4 separate regions of the Mus musculus genome follow, and all the other regions are linked to region 1. The links are chromatin contacts, called in public HiChIP or PLAC-seq and promoter capture Hi-C maps. All regions are on one chromosome and are shown on one strand. Each heading gives the region's core, a stretch centred on a gene start, on an enhancer-like site or on the middle of the called end of the contact. The rest is flanking DNA. Distances are from core to core; before and after follow the strand shown. Region 1 holds the start of Wscd1 (WSC domain containing 1). Region 2 holds the start of Pitpnm3 (PITPNM family member 3). Region 3 overlaps Gm33249 (a long non-coding RNA gene). Region 4 has its middle 21 kb from the start of Gm16013.

The links. Promoter capture Hi-C pulls out the DNA fragments that hold promoters and counts their contacts. HiChIP or PLAC-seq counts read pairs in DNA pulled down with a chosen protein or histone mark.
Region 2: a promoter capture Hi-C map of embryonic stem cells shows a contact between it and region 1. The contact joins the promoter of Pitpnm3 here to the promoter of Wscd1 in region 1. A contact is called at or near these places in 2 of 39 promoter capture datasets (embryonic stem cells and hippocampal neurons) and 1 of 484 Hi-C or Micro-C datasets (cerebellum).
Region 3: a contact with region 1 is called in an H3K27ac HiChIP or PLAC-seq map of SST interneurons, with 6 times the contacts expected there. The contact joins the enhancer-like site here to the promoter of Wscd1 in region 1. A contact is called at or near these places in 10 of 39 promoter capture datasets (the 3T3-L1 cell line, the HPC-7 cell line, cranial neural crest and 7 more), 8 of 115 datasets of contacts at active chromatin or transcription factors (SST interneurons, differentiating embryonic stem cells, embryonic basal ganglia and 5 more) and 1 of 9 other capture datasets (adipose tissue).
Region 4: a contact with region 1 is called in an H3K4me3 HiChIP or PLAC-seq map of embryonic basal ganglia, with 4 times the contacts expected there. The contact joins the enhancer-like site here to the promoter of Wscd1 in region 1. A contact is called at or near these places in 4 of 39 promoter capture datasets (cranial neural crest, embryonic stem cells, second pharyngeal arch cranial neural crest and 1 more), 7 of 115 datasets of contacts at active chromatin or transcription factors (embryonic basal ganglia, embryonic forebrain, embryonic hindbrain and 4 more) and 2 of 9 other capture datasets (adipose tissue and pancreatic islet).

Annotation. Positions count from the first base shown.
Region 1 is chr11:71,749,348-71,753,379 of GRCm38.p6, forward strand. Wscd1 (WSC domain containing 1) reads left to right here and starts at 1,668. Exons shown (of 9, transcript NM_001357965.1): 1 at 1,668-1,882.
Region 2 is chr11:72,133,887-72,137,918 of GRCm38.p6, forward strand. It overlaps Pitpnm3 (PITPNM family member 3), which reads right to left and starts at 2,003. Exons shown (of 20, transcript NM_001024927.2): 1 at 1,768-2,003. The coding sequence starts at 1,789.
Region 3 is chr11:71,387,864-71,391,895 of GRCm38.p6, forward strand. It overlaps Gm33249 (a long non-coding RNA gene), which reads left to right. Exons shown (of 3, transcript XR_388798.2): 2 at 1,843-2,005. Among named protein-coding and RNA genes, the nearest start is that of Gm33249, 4.7 kb to the left of the region's middle. Within about 2 kb of position 1,963, at least 47 of the 459 cell types and tissues checked have an H3K27ac peak or open chromatin away from gene starts, as enhancers often do. A contact at or near this core is called in SST interneurons, embryonic forebrain, hippocampal neurons and 2 more, where this site is marked.
Region 4 is chr11:71,413,383-71,417,414 of GRCm38.p6, forward strand. No RefSeq gene overlaps it. Among named protein-coding and RNA genes, the nearest start is that of Gm16013, 21 kb to the right of the region's middle. Within about 2 kb of position 2,234, at least 20 of the 459 cell types and tissues checked have an H3K27ac peak or open chromatin away from gene starts, as enhancers often do. A contact at or near this core is called in embryonic basal ganglia and forebrain, where this site is marked.

The sequences.
Region 1 (4,032 bases), core at 418-2,917:
ATAATGGGAATGGGTGGGTAGGGAAGTGGGGGGGGGAGAGTATGGGGGACTTTTGGGATAGCATTGGAAATGTAATTGAGGAAAATATGTACTAAAAAATTAAAAAAATTATACCTTTGCATCTTGGATAATTTGTTTGTTTGTTTGTTTTTTGCCACTGGACCCTATAAATTATGCAGTCAGTCCTGAAGAGGGTTCAAACACAAGACAACATTGCAAGAGGATTCATTGAGTTACAGCTGATAACAATGATTAAAGGCTATGCAGAGGATACTTTCTTTGCAGGCCTGGAATGCTGAGATAGCACAAAATCCCTCTGCTCCTACCCAAAACTCCCAAGGCTCCAAAGAGTTCAACCTTCATCCCCAGACCCAAGACTCTTCTGTGTAAACTTCAACAAGCCCTTTCCCCACCAGGGTGCCTTTCGACTGCACCGCCAGAAGCTTTCTACGGGTCCCCTTCCAAGCCCCACTGCTGCCCTGCACCTGTTGAAAGCCCACTTCTCTGAGTGGCTGAGCAGCTCTGCCCCTAGCGGAAGTTGGAAGTAAAAAACTTCCATTCAGGAAGTCCGTTAGAGCCACTGCCACCTGCTCCTGATGCCTCCTCTCATCCTGTCCCCAGCATCCAGCAGCCTCCAAGAACATCTTGGCTGTCAGTCTTGGGTGAGAACTATACCCACTGTTGTTTAAGGAAGAGCAGGGTAGATGCTGTGACTTGGGGGCTTCGAAAGGGGGAGCAGAGCTTCCCAGTGGGGTAAGTCTTTATTTAAAAGGAGGGCTGTATATAGACCTATGTGCCCCCCCTCTCTGTGGTGTGTGTGTGTGTGTGTGTGTGTGTGTGTGTGTGTGTGTGTGTACCAGTGAGGCAATGTCCCTTTACACTCTATATCAAGAAGGTCTGTCTCCCTGTGTCAATGTGGGCAGAGTGATAAGCTGCTGGCAGAACCCCAGGTGTGTAAGGAGATGGTGTGAGTATCTTTGCCATTTTGTAATTCTGTGGTACTGTCTCAAATTGTGTGTGTGTTTCTAGCAAGTGCTTGTTTCTGAGTGGCTGTGTGTCAAGGAGAGTTAGGTGAATGTGCCTAGCTCCCCCAGTATGGGACAGTAATCCAGTGTGTGCCTGGGTATTTACATTAGAGTGGTACAAATTTGTGTGGCTCTGTATGTGTGTGCAACTGTCCGTGTCCTAGCTTGCTTCTGAGTGAGTGGAGCAGAGTACAGAGTGTGTGAGTGTGGGTGTCTGGTGATTCAGTGTGTATTTGTATCAGCCACTGTGCGTCTGCCACCACGTCTGCATCTGAGTGTGGCGGCGTACTGCTGCGAGTGGCGATGCCCAGTGTATTCCTGTGTGCGTCTGGTGTGAGCACCATGGTGCGTGCTAGAGCCGGCTAGGCTGCAGTGGTAGGCTGTGGCTGGGCGGGTGCAACAGAGTGGTCAACGTCTTGTCTTGGCGGTGGCGAGTAGTGCGTGTCACCCGCGGTATGTGCGTTGTCTCGCAAGCCCGGACAGATCACCCACATACCTCCCGCCACGAAGCCAAGCTGCGACCCTTCCTGGGAGCCTAGAAGAGGGGGGTGCGCGGAAGCCTCTAGGACCCGGCGGAGGCCGGCCGCTGTCCCCGGGCCGCGCGAGTGAGCATGTGCAGACCGGGCGCCCGCTCGCCCGCTCTGCGCCCGCCACTCGCTGTACTCCGCGCCCGCGGCTCAGCTGGGCGCCCGCCCGCTCCGCCACTGCTCAGCGCGGAAGTCCGCAGCCTCGGGGAGCTGCGCGACGCGGGCCTGGGAGCGCGGGTGCGCTTGCTACAGGCGTCTGAGCTTTGGGCACTGCGGGCTGCGGGCTTGGCGCCCCGGAAGGCGGGTGCCCCAATCGGCTGTGATCGCTGGGTGAGTCCTGTCTTCGAGGTCTCCCAGCCAGGACCCTAGCACGGGCTGCGAGCCGGATCTACCCCCGCCCCGGGCAAACAAGTTTGTGTAGATGCGACTGGGAGCGCGCGGGGTTGCACCTGCTGGGGGCGCGGGGTTGCACCTGCTGGGGCGCAGGGCGCGCTGGCGAGGCGCCTTCCCGGGGCCGGCGCGCCAGGACCGTGGCGGATGTGTGGGTAGCATCTCACCACGTCTGGTCTTGGCTGGATGTGCACAGGCAGTTGCACCAGCCGCTTCTCCGCCGGAATCCCGGGGACGTCCGGTCTGACTCCCCGGTCGGGCTGAGGGCAGGTTTTGGGGTGCGCACAGCCTCCCTCCTAGGTGGAGACGTTCGTCAGAAGCTGCTCCCCCCTCTCTCGTTCCATTCCCAAGCTAGGCTTCCGGTCAGCGAAGGGTTTTCTCCGGTCTCTTGATGAACTTGAACACAGGCAGAGGCAAAACAGAAACGTATGTATTTTGTTGGAAGAAATTACCCGGTGTCGCGCTTTGCATCTTTCTAAGGTGTGGATGGAGACTCGTGGCTGGATGCTCTGTGTGCTGTTTTTCTTTGCTAGTCAGAAGCATCCCTGGCTGGGTCAGCTGCTTCAGGGTAACCTATCTAACTGCTTTTCTGGGTGTCTGTGCTCCGCTGATGGTCTTAGTCCTACCAGCTAGTCCACGGGGAGTCCGAATGGGAATAGGACCTCTGCCCCATCTGCTTGCTGACAGATTGGCAGTTTCCAGCACCCACAGCCCTACCTTGGGACCCGGCCCTCACTCTCCGTCGTAGGCTGTAGGCTACTTTTCAGACAAAATGAACAAACTCGGTACTCCCCTGTACTTTTGTCACCTCTTCTCTCCTGTTGCGAGAACAGTATTCTTATATCTACGGACCAGCTTTGGTAGGAACCCATACGTGGGGTTCAGGAACTCAACATCAGATACGGGAAGTGAGGGCTGTAAGGATTGTAAGAATAAGAGGAGCTTTATGCTGGGCTGGGTGGCTCTTTCTGTAGACAGTATCCTCACTTGGTGGCTATCTAACTGAATGACTACACGTGCTGGCCAGAGAGCTAGGGAGAGCTTTCTTTGTGTAGGTTTGGTTTCTTCCAAGCATGACCTCCTACCACACATATATTCTTAACTGAAATCCCTCAAGAAGATGCCTGTGGGGAGGGGCTGCTAAGCCCCCAGGTTCAGGGAAGAGCCAGGCATCTTCCTTTGTAGTGGTTGAGGGCAGCTTGGCCAGCTACCAAGCTGGGGGTAGTGGGTGCAACTGTCCCCTTATCTCCCTGACATCATGACTACTCCCAGCCATCCCAAAATTGTCCCATCGATCTTTGGAGGAAACTTATCTTGGGGTGAGGAGATCCCTCTTTTCAACGGGCACTGAAGTCCCTGGCATAGACAGTACTGTCCTATGCTTTGACCAGAAGTGGAGAGCAACTTGGATTTAGACAGCAGATGAGACCCCTGTCCTTTTCTTCTATCTGCCTCCCCCAGCAGGTGGCACCTTCTGGGCCATCATTTGGCCTGCTGCTAAATGTGAGCCTCAGCCTGGCTAGTTCAACCCAAAGACTGCAGCGCTAGTCAGCGAGTCTCACAGATGGTTCTTGTAGAATCACTGAGCAGAGCCTGGGAACCCACAGCCTCCAGGTCCAGGCTGAGCCATATGTGAGCAGGGACTGATGGGAGAGCTGCACTTCTCTTTGCAGATACTCCTGGCTTGTACTCTCATCTAGCTCCATCCTGGCCAGTTTTCCTGAGACCAGCTCTCTTTGAAATTAAGACCAAGTACTTGGGGGCAGCTCAGCATTTAAACCTTGGGGGTCTATGTCCATACAACAGGAGTGGGAGTCATACTCACAGGTGGCATCCCAGTATCTGATCCAGGCTGGTCTGGAGGTCAGCACTGCTTATTTGGGGGGCATGACCTAATCTTTCTCTGGACCTCATAATTTTGTTTTCTCTCTCTCTTCCCTAATTTCTCCACACCTTGATTTCAATAGCCACCATGTCAACCTGTATCTAAAACACAATCCCTATGTGTCCCTTTGAGGGGCCATGGTCAGGGAGAAACTCTACACGTGTACTTTCTTTTGGAGGGAATAGAAGTGAATGGCAATTGGGCT
Region 2 (4,032 bases), core at 753-3,252, 380 kb after region 1:
TGTGAAATGGAAAAGTTGTAGAGCAGCCCCAGGCAGCAGTCTTGGGAGGCCTGGCCATTTCTTCACCTTCTGCAGGGCACTCTCCCCATGGATCTCAGCTAGGGACCAAAAGACCCACAATCCAATTCATAGGACCTGGGGCTGCCCTTCTCCCAGAATGAGGAGGGGAGTAGAAAGATTCCTTAGCATCCAAAAAAACAAAAGCAAAACAAAACAAAACCAAAAAAAACCTTGGTCTTGCATCCAGGCTCACCTAGACCCTCCCAGCCATCTTCAGGGAGCTATTTGCTTCCAAGGGCTTTAAAAGGGGAGTACCTTCCTACTTCTCAGAATCATGGGGCAGTAAAGGGCTTAAGTATGTTACCTGGTACACAGGTCAAGAAGAGATTTCTCTAACTACTCTTGCTACTGTGGTGCCCTGGCAAGAGACCTGGATCCGGACGTCCAGACCTGTGCTCACACATGAGCACATGTAGAATGGGTAGCAGAGACGCATGCTCTTCCTTTATGAAGAGCAGGGGTGGGGAGGGACCAAGGCAGGAGAAAGAAGGGAGCAGAGAGCCTTTTCCAGCCTCCTGGTGTCATCTCACTGTGCCTCCCTCGGGAGGGGAGGGGAGGGAAGTGGGAAAGGGGGTGTTTAGATGCATTTGCTTATGCTGTCTCACACAAACAGCCTCTCCCTCACAGGATTCCTCTGCCACACCTGAGTCACAAGGCCAGTCCATGCCAAGGATTGGGACCTGTCCCAGGGTCGCAGGCAGTTCAATGGCACTCACATCTAGAGTGCGGGCAGGTGGTCATGTTCATTCCATCTTTGCCATGCCTATGGGTGGAGAAGTGGGGTTCACACCAGGCCCCACGGGGATGGCATGGCACCTGCCAACGTCACAGGCTGGGAGTGAGTTCATGGCAGATTCTCACACGCCAGAGCTCCCAAGCTCAGGACTGTTGAGACCAGCCTCATCCATTTGTGGCCAGCCCTATGAACACTGGCTTTCCTCAACTTGGCCTTTTAGGGCACTGTAGGGGTCCAGGGCACAGAGTGGGGAGTCCGGGGCTAAACCTGGTCCCCTCCAGGTCCTAACCAACTCACAGGGCCTGACATCAGAGCAGATGCTGGTGAATGAACGCCTGACTGGATGAATGAAGGGACGACTAACACCTACTCCCTGGGATCCTTGGGCTACAGCTCTGAGCTTGCAGGAGAGCCGAGCCCATGGGACCCCAACAGAGGCCCCGCCTGCCTAGCCCGGCACCTGAGGCTCTGCCTCTGGGTCAGGTGGGAGGCGGGGAGGCTCCCCAGCCATAGTGTACCCCTCCAGCGACGGGACCAGTAATCTGGGTCTCTTAACCCAGCTGGTGGCAGGGGCGGGGGACTGTCGCATCCAAGATAGAGAGTGACAGGACAAGGGGGCGCGTCCTGGTTTGTTGGGGCGTGGGATGGATCAGCGACCGCGGGACATCCCCTTTGGGTTCCGGTGCCGGGGTCTACTCCCCCGGTCTCCCGGAGGGCAGCGACAGCTCCGAACTGCCGACTGGACTGAGGAGCCGTGGACCTGACCCAGTGCAGCGGGGCAAGCGGGATGCGGTGTCCCACGAGGTGACTGGGGGCGCGGGAAGGACGCAGGGCGCGCGGAGCCCCTTATGCACGCCCCGGGGTCCGGGCGGGTCGCCGCGGTCACTGTGCCTCCGCCCACCTGGTTGGGGGGCTCACCTGGGCCGAGCGATCCCTCCCGCCACCCGCCGAGCGCCCCGCGCCGCGCTCACCTGCGCTGCCCGCCTTGGCCATGTCCCGGGCGGCGGGCTCCGCTGTGCTGCCGGCGCTGCTCGCTCCCGGCCGGGCCCCGGCGCCTTCGGCCGGAGCGGACTCTCCGGGCGCCGCGCCCCGCGCCCCCGCCCCGCTCGCTCGGCCGCCTCCACCGCAACCGCCGCCGCCTCGCCGCTCCCTCCCGCTCCCTTAAAGGAGCCGAGCGGCGACCGCGCCGCCCCCCCTCCGCGCCGCCGGGGAGGGACTGACGACGGAAGGCGCCCGACACCGCCCCCGCGGGCCCGCACCCCCGCCCGGAGCCGCGCGGCCACCGCAGCGCGCGGGAGGCGCAGCCCACTGATTGCGGCCACTGAGACCCCGACCCTCGCTGAAAGACAGACGTAGACAGACTCCGGATTACAGCTCGGAGACGCTGCGGGCCAGGCAGGGATGAAGACATGGACTGCGAGCCTGGGGCGCAGTGACCCTGAGACAAGGCACCAGAAAGAGGCGCTCCTAGGGCAGAAACACCCTTGGGAGAGAGAGAAATTCAAGGAAATCGGAGCTGGCTAGAGTCTGTGAGGACAGGGAGAGCAAGGAAGACCAGGACCCAGGAGACTGAGAAACCTAGAACGAAGTCTCGCAGAGATGAGAGGGGACTTCTCCATCAGCTCCCAACTCCAGGGATGCTGGATGCCTGCATCTGCTCTAGTCTCAAGAGAGGAAAGCTTTTGTCCTTTAGCACTAAAGGATCCGTTAAACCTGCAAACCCCACCTGCCAGTAAACGCTAAGCAGAGTTTGTGGGGAGCCTGGCAGAAAGCAGTGTGTCCCCCTAACACTTTCTCACAGAAGTGCTGACATTCTAATTAGCGGGCCTCCTGAGACATTTAAATTGTGGTTTCTGCCCACTGCAGTCAGGGGATCCACAGGAGATGGTCAGTCGTTTTAGATGGGGCCTAGAAGGTAGGGTCCTGGAGAGAGCAGTCGGCTCCCTAGCTCAGTTCCAGGCGAGGCCACTTCCTCCCTGCTGACGGTTAGGGTGAGGGCTAGGCTCCTTAGAGGACTGTTGGGCCTTCCCTGAAGCCTGTTTTTCTCCCACAGTCTGCAGCCAAGCACCCACACTGGGCACTAGACAGTTCCACCCCTAGGCCAGCCAGGACTTAAGTGCCCCATCCACTGCCCCATAGAAACAAAGCACACAAGGGGCCTCTACGGGACACACCCATTTCTGGGCTTTGACTCCTTCAGCCTATCCAGGTTAATCAGCCTTACACTCCCTCTTTAGTCTATCAAAGGCTCAGCCTCAGGCAAGAGTCTTCCCGAAACTTTTGCACAGAGCTAGCAGCAACAAAGTTCTTCACCTCAGCGAAAGGAAGTCTGTATCGCCTACTCATGGACCTCTCCCTGCTTTCTGATGCCTCATCTACCAAACCAGGCTTTCCTAGGGTCCTCTGTGCAGACCGAACAACGTGCCTTCACTCACGACAGCTAGCTAGCATGCTTTGACAAAGATTCTCCATCTTAGTTTTAGCTATGACTGTCTCACCTCTCAAAAAACCCTTTAGTCCCAAGGACTCCAGAGTGGGACAGCAACACATCTTGTAGACATGGAAGTTCAGAAGCCCCAAAGTCCTGGATCCAAAGCTGTTCACCATCTCAGGCCACTGGCTACTAGCAGGGAGGGCACGGATACCACCTTTCTACCTCTAACTCTGGAGTGCTCCCCCATATTGGAACTGCAGTCTGTGTGGCTTTCTGTGTGAACTTTTGTTAAGTCTGGATGTACCCTCTGGGGTGTACTGTGTCACCCCACTTTATGCAGAGGAAACAGGCTAAGACAATTCACTGTCCTACAGAATTCCATTTCAGGCCTGAGCTCTGTCCCTCTGGGTCTCCTCCTTCTTACACTTCCCTGAGGCTCTGGGAATTTCAGAAGCTTAGCAGTTTGTATAATGTCTCCATTTGGCCACCTGGTCTGTGGGTCCATAAGTAGTGACAGTGGACACCACTGACTACAGAAGACATAATGAACCTGTCACAGAAGGGACACAGTTAGGCCTAAGTACCTCCCCAGGTTGTGGCTCTCAGCAGGAACAGTGACCACAGGTTGACAGCAGTCCTGTTTCCTGGCATAGCTGTGTGTGTGTGTATGTGTGTGTGTATATATGTGTGTGTATGTGTGTGTGTGTGTGTGTGTGTATGTGTGTGTGCATGTATGTACATGAGTAGATGTGTATATGAATATCTGTGTGCATATTCACATGGACACAGACCCAGGAAAACA
Region 3 (4,032 bases), core at 713-3,212, 360 kb before region 1:
CAGTTTATTTTTACAATGTGTTCTTATGTCCCCAGCAGAGCGATCTCTATTAGATTTGCAACTCAACCAAAATAAGCTACAGGGGAAAAATTGACTTTTCTACTAGTGGGATTCCCAGCTATGACCCTTGTGGGGTAACATAAAAGTTGAGTTCTTTTGAAGGAAAAAGAAAACATAGTATGGAACAAAAGAGACAAATCTTTGATGAAAAGAATCATAAGGGATTGTGCACAACCAGAGTGAGGGGTGTCTGCCTATACATGCCAGTCTCCTAAGGAACCCAGGTCAGGTTTCATAACACTCAAAACACAGGGAGACAGGGGGAGAGAGAGAGAGAGAGAGAGAGAGAGAGAGAGAGAGAGAGAGAGAGAGAGAGAGAGAGAGAGATTCCAGGCATGTCCAAGTCAGGGGCCTTTGTCTCTAGTATGAATGTGGCCCTGCTTCGCAGCTGTGAAGGGAAGGGACTAGGTGTTAAATGAACATGAAGTATGCTTCCTCTTTCATGATTGACACATGTCATATAGTGTGCAGCAAGGAGGAAGATGTGGATGCTTAGTGTCAGAATGGTTAGGGGATGGTCGCTGGCTGCAGCTGTCCTACAGGTGTAGGGCTGCCCTTGGCTGCTCTCTTTACTTGTGAGTAATTCCACAAGGGCAAATCGACTGACAGTCCTCATTTGCCAAAGTTCCCTAGAACTGTCAGAATGAGAGTCTCCTGTGGAAAGAGGATCAAGGCAGTACAGCATCTTGTTCTCCAGAGAGAGTGGTATAATGGAGATTTGGTGCCCCCTCCACTGGGTGAGTTCTGTAATAACTTATTATGGGGACCAAAGCGGATCTCATCCACTGAGTGTGTCCCGGTGAGACCTCTGGTGTAGGGGCCTGGTGGAGAGACACAGGTTGCTCAGCTGAAAACATCTGGCTCTTTGTAAGAATCCAAACAATGTGTCTTGGTTCTAAAAGCATTTGTTCACTCAAACTTTGTTTGTATATGTTAATGAAGTGTTTTCATTCAGAAATACAAGCATGAAGAAAAGAGAGCCACACTCATGATTTGGAACAGGACTCTTATCTGAGAGATAAAAAGCAAGGCGAATTAAAAACTCAACTAAGAAGATGTAAAGTGGTGTGTGTGTGTGTGTGTGTGTGTGTGTGTATGTGTGTGTGTGTGTGTGTGTGTGTGTGTGTGTGTTTTACTGGCACCTGGAACACAAGGACATCCTCTTTGAAGAGTGGTCTTGCAGATCTGAATTATATTTTGGAGCTCCAAAAACAACATGGAGAATAGAGGTCCAGGCAGGAGATCTGCAAGTGCCAAGAGCCTGAGAAAGGAAACCCTGATTTTTTTAAAGACTGGTTTGACTGCAGACTAGAAGAAGATGATCCTGAGTTTTTAGAAAGAATTTGCTTCAGTGGTGAGAAGCAGGTGTATGTGGGATGCTGAAGCCAATTTCAGCATTAACATCCCAAAGCTGCAGGTACTTTCAGGAGGTAAAGCCCAGTTCTGTTGCAGAGTGCAGCCAGGAGGTATCTGTTGGCAGGATGATTTCAGTACCCTCTGTAGCATACTTGTGAAGGTCAAGAGATGCAGTGCACAGGACACACGTATCTCCGCCCCTAGCTCATAGAAAGTACTTGATACTTGCTGGCTCACATTTGTATTGTTTAGCCTGGATTTAAATTCTGTCCCATTCTCTTCTGTATGCCATCTTCTAGCTCTATCTGACCCAGTATCTGCATCTCTTGGCTTATCTGTCTCAGTCCTTCATTCTGCTCTCATTCCCTTTCACTCTCTCCGCTCTTTATTTTATTCTGTTTCTGTCTCCCCCTTCCCTCCTGCCAGACTGAGAGCAGCTGTGTGCTCAGCCCAGGATCCGGCAGCTCTCCGTGGTGCTGACGAGGATGATGGGTCCCAGGCTTCCACCCTTCATTAGGGACCAGAGATGGATGGTGATGTTTTCCCCCTGAGCAGCCAATCAGCGAAGACTCTCCATCTGCTGCAGCAGGTAGAGGAGCCTCCTGCTCTGGAGCACATAGGAGCCCTTGGTCATGAGAGCAGCTGCCTTTCCACCCCCTCATGCAGGCACACTTAATCCTGCCTTGTCCTGGCCCATATGGCCTCTGCGGGGGCTGGAGCAGGGGGTGCTTCCTGGTTTCTGGACTGAATCGAAGCAGATTGGAAGAGGATTTATTTCTCCCGCTCCAGTGGTGCACAGCGGCTCCCCTGGTGTGTGTGTGTGTGTGTGTGTGTGTGTGTGTGTGTGTCACAGCCCTTTAGGAAATACAAGCTTTTTCTCCATGGAAAATTTGCAGAAGAATGGTGGCAAAATCTTTACTCCTCAAAGGTTGGGGGGGGGGGTGGAGGTAAAATGATCTGATAGGATAAAGTGTGACTGAGGAACTTCCAGCATCCATCTCAGTCCTGACTTCATCACTGTGTGATCTTGGAGAAAGGGTAGCTTGGACTCCTTTCTCCAAAACAAAGGCACTCAGGCTTATTCCTGGACACAGGAGTGGGCTTGGCAGCTGAGCTGTGTACGGACCAATAGCTTAGGATTTGGAGTGTTTTCTAGGCTCGGGTTCTGTGCTGTGTGCTTTACATGCATTACTGTAAAACGCCCTTAATCTAATAAAGTAGGATCCATTTGATGGCTGAAGAAGAAAATGAGGCCTCTGAGAGATCACACACATGCACACATATACACACACATGCATGCACACACACACACACACAGACAGACAGACAGACAGACACACACACACACACACACACAGAGAGAGAGAGAGAGAGAGAGAGAGAGAGAGAGAGAGAGAAGCTACTAAGTGAGCTCAGGTTTGTCTCACTGCAAAGTTCATGACCCTCTCTTGCACCTTGTTCCCCACACTGCCCTGGAAGCTGAGCTGTGGCTGATGTCCTCAAATCCAGTTGTCTTGCTGGGCAGATGGCAGGGTCTGAGTTGGCAAATCTCAGGATGACATCCAGGCCCCTCACCCTTGGCCACCCCAGAGGACACTTAGAGAGAAGGATTTCGAAGTTCCTTACCCCAGAAAGAGACCATCTGCTCAGTGATAAAAGTCTACGACTTTCTCTAACACTTTCAGCCATCAGACGCTAAGCAGACCAGGTGTCTGATGACTTATTTGTCTAGAGAGAGCAGAGTTGTATCTGGATAAAGAAGCTCCTCCGGGTGCAGGAGGCCCTGCTTAGTACGGTAAGATTCTAGCCCAATGCCTGCATTGTGCAGAGGGCTGGTGCTCTTCTGCTGTCTTGGTTTTTCATTATAATGATTGAAATGAGGGTCTGGTTCGTGTTAGGATCTCTCAAATTCTGGCTCCAGCTGCCATGCCTAGTACTTGAAGCCATGCTTTTCTGTCATGGTAGACTCTTATCCCTCTGGAACCATAAAACCAAAATAAACTCTTTCCTCTATAAGTTGCTTTAAACCATGGTATTTTATCACAGCAACAGAAAAGTATTGCACACTCAACCTTTCTGGAATAGACTTAGGAGGCTCAGCAGGGAAGGATTCAGAAGTGAGTTGAGTTTCTGTAACTTGGATGTCCAGCTTTTTAAGTATGAATTTGGCTACACTTCCTACTTTCAAATCAGAATGGGCTTAGTCTCTCACTTGTCATATTTTAGAAAATAATCTCAGTAAATGAAGAAATTTGGTGATTTTGGATCATGTGTACAAAAGCAAAGCCTCGGTGCAAACTCAATACTAAAAAGTCAATTAGTTAAGCTGCTTCTTTAGACTTGAGGTAGAAAGATGGCAGATATGACCTGCCTACTATCAGGTAAGGTTCAGCGGTCTCCGATGCTGCTGCTACGTGGGACAGATGCTGAAAGCTGACCCAGCACACTGTAATAGTTTCTTTTTTTATTTAAATTTTTATTACGTTTTTTCCTCAATTATATTTCCAATGCTATCCCAAAAGTCCCCCATACCCTCCCCCCCCACTCCCCTACCCGCCCATTCCCACTTTTTGGCCCTGGCGTTCCCCTGTACTGGGGCATATAAAGTTTGCAAGT
Region 4 (4,032 bases), core at 984-3,483, 340 kb before region 1:
TGGTGATTCAGTCTCTGTGAGCCCCTATGGACTCTGTAGGTCTTCTTGTGGTGTCCTTCACCACCCCCACTCTCTCAATTCTACCCCCAACTCTTCCACAAGACTCCCAGAGCTCTGCCTGATGTTTGGCTGTAGGTCTCTGTCTCTGTCTGCAGGCATAGCAGAATGTGTTGGGGGTGGGCTGTCTCACATGAGACAGGTCTCAAATTGAGTCAGTCATTAGTTGGCTCTACCTTCAATCTCTGCTCCATCTTTATCACTGTACGTTTTGCAGGCAGGACAAATTTGGGGTTAAAGGTGCTGTGGGTGGATTGATATCCCTTCCCTCCACTGGAACTCCCTTTTGTAGGATATAAAGAAGGGTCCCAGCTTGGATGGTTCATTCCAAGCATCCCTTGCACCCTGTGCTGAGGTTTGTGGAGGGTGAAGCATCCCAGGAACATAGCCCTCGATCCAGGAATTGGTATTAAAGTTTACACTTGTTCTGCCTGACCTGTGCTGTGTGACAACACTTGATCTGTGGTGCCTCAATCTTCCTATCTGTAAAATGGAGCAAAGAACACATCTGTTTATAGCTCACCGAGATTGCTTTGAGAGAATGGGGCAATGGAATGGAAATGAGTACAAGAGTGATTAATCATGGACAGTGTATATTCTGGAGCAGTAAGTGGCTTCCAGGGCCTCCCTCCCAGATTCCAGATGCCCACAGATGCACAAGACTCTTACATAAAATGGGATAGTGTTTACATAAAACCCCTGGACATCTTTATGTGTATTTTAAATGATCTCCAGATTGCTTAAATGTAAAATGCAGTATAAATACTGTGTAAATAGTTGTTAATACTATATTATTTGAGAAATAATAGCAAGAAAAACTCTCTATTCATTCAAGACAGACAGCATTTCTTGTGAGGTTAGATGCTGATATCAGAAGGTTCTGGTACCTGGCAGCATCTTCAGAGCTTGTCCAGGCGCAAGGACAAAAGGCCAGCATTGTGTTAGTCCTCTTTCATTGTACTCCTGTTATTTCTAGTGGCAGCATCGGGGTTTAACTTCAGCTTTGAAGGTAGGCACTGATGTACCCACTTAAGAAATGAGGAAGCTGAGGCTTTAAGGTTTACGTTCCTTGATAAGAGTTACGGTTATCGGGTATCCGAGTCCCTGCTTTGTAAGTGTGTCCTTCTGCTTCTCAAAAGCAGCCAAATACCAATCCCTACACTGTGTGGTGCTGAGGAACTACACAAGGAACTGCTCTCACAATATCTCTGCATTGATTTCTAGTGCTCAGAGCGATTCTCTTGATCCTTTTATTTTCCTAGTTGAACAAATATCCAGTCACTTCTCTGTATCGACAGTGACCACATTGCCTACATAGCCTCAGCCGTGTCCCTGTACCCTGGGTAACAGGTCCTCAGCCCCAAGTGACCACAGATACCTGGGAGAAAAGGTTTTTTACAAGCCTTCTTGAATTCTTTCCCTTCATTAGTCTACTGCCTGGGAAAATTCCCAGATTGTCCCTTCCCCCACCCCCAACCCAAAGCCACTTTGTTGCGCTGGCATAATTTCTTACAATAACATTAACATATCACTGGAGCTCATTACCTTTGGTGTAATAGTTCCCTATTGAACTGTGTCAGACTAATTATGTCAGTTCCTTTTCATTCCAGTTTAGTGCTTCTCCTGAGAGTCACAGTGCAGCACTGGTAATAATGATTAAACTGCTGTCTAATGCTCCACTGGATGGCCAAACCAAACAGGGAAATTCCTCGATGAAGATGGGACTCACACAGTCCTGCATTTGATGCAATTTGCTGCTTTAAAAGTCATTCCCTGGTGGCCATTTCTATGTGACATTGCAGGGCTGGCATTGTTGGGGAATGAGAGGGCAAATTAGAGGAGGAAATAACTTTGCAAGACCTGAAGTCACCAAGAAGCAACTCAAGTACTTTCCACTAGCCTGGGGAGCCTTGGAGTTCTGATGGGGACCATCTGGAGCCCAGCTCTGTAGCTCAGCCACTGGAGGTGTGGGTATACAGGAAGAGACCAAAGTAATGAATCAGGACAAGCCAATATCAAATGCTTGAAGCTCTGTTACTAGTGTCAGCTGAAAGAGGCCCTGGAAGATGAATGAAAATGAATCCATTTTCCCCATCCAGTGGTAGTGGGGAGAGCTCTTTGCTGGAGCCCAAGTGAGGCATGCCTTTGTCCTTTTGCATAAAGGGAAGGAATGAACCTCACCCTTTTGCAGGAGCATCGACAGAGGGCTGATGCCCTTTACCACCCACAGGGATGCTAATCTGTTCTAAGAACCTATCACCAACGATTACCATTCTAATAACAGCAGCTAGAATCAAATAAGTGGCTACTTTGTAAAGGCACTGAGTTAAGCTTTCATTTAACATCCAGAAAGAACTTTATGGGGAGGGAGTGTCTTATAGCTCCATTTTGCGGATGAGAATCTAGGTATGGGGAGATGACTTAATTTACACTTAATCTGGGTCGTCTGTGCTTCCACCCTGAGCTGTGTCCTCAAGATACTTTGTTAGCATGGTGAACACTACCTCAATTTTCTCGAGTCAAGAATCAATGGGTAATATCAGTACAGAATGAGCCATTCTGTGGGCAGGTGAGGACACAGGCCTGGAGAGCACAACATTTATTTGATCACAGTGGCTTGTTATGTGCTTGGCTCTATGAGGTGCAAGGGATCCTGGGATCAGTAAGAACTATCATAGACTTTGCTTTCCCAGGGACTTAAATTTATTTTGTAGCATTAAGACAGGATATTGGTACCAAAAAGGTGGGTAGTTCTGTACAAATTTCTAAAAGTATACAATTGACCCTCAAACAGGATACCCTGCAGAGGCTGGAGAGTGGTGGGATACATGCTAGTGAAAGCCCACGTTATGCATGGACTGCTGAAGGTGATTTGATGAGGCCTTGGAAGAAAACAGTGGAGAGCTGCAAAGGGTATCTGAGATATCTTAGAGTATCTGAGACATTAAAAATGTTTAGAAGCATAGATGGTCCATAGTCTATTTTGTTCTGTTATCACAAAGCTATTACCAGAGACTGGGTAACTTATAAAGAAAAGAAACTTGTAGTTCTGGAGAATAGGAAATCGAGTGTCAAGGGGCTAAGATTCAGCAAGGGCTTTTTTTGCTGCTTTGTCTCATGGCTGAAGGTGAAAGGGAGGCATAAGAGGCTAAGAGAGTTTTTCATTTACATTGTTCAATAGGGAACTGTAGTTCTTTGCTAATTTGTGGGTCCTTCTTTCTTCCACCCTTCTTCACCCTTTTCCAACTCCCTAACACTAGATAAAAGAACTCAGATTAAAGTCAGGGGTTGAAATGGGGTGATATCATTCTTAGACAACTTCCTGCCCATTTAGGGGTGTCAAGTTCCTTGGGGCAAATTTGATCGTCACCATTAGGATATCTAATTTCTTCTTATTTCTTCTTTGTGCATGACTACTAACAAACTGCAATCAACAATGACCAGTGACAACAACCAAACCCAACAACCTCCCATCCTGCCTCTCAGGGCCCTAGTGTTTATATACCCTCTGAAAATTCCCCAGAATTACAAACATCAAACAATCACAGAAACTATCTGCAGCTGGCAAAATGACATCCCTGCTAGAGCACAAGACAAATCACAGTCAGCTGCTGAGGACAGTCTGAAGCAGCCCCATATCCCACATCTGGGACTGAAATAAAACACATTCTTATACTATTTTTTGTGTTTTTCAAAGAAACCAAAACTCTGAAATTGTCTCTGCAGGCAAGTAACTCCCATGCTAGTAAGCTCCCACCCACTCTAAAACCTTTGTTCTTTCATAAAAGTGGTATCCCATTGTAAGCCTCTGGGGAGCCTTGGCTTACCAGGGACTCCCTGAGTGAATGACGCAGAGCCAGGAATCGATGCAAAAAGCAAGAAGAATTTATTGTTCCAACATGTTGGGGTCGCACTGCACATGGAGAGAGAGAACCACCATACACAGCCAGTCCAGCAAGCCTTTCTACAGTTCTC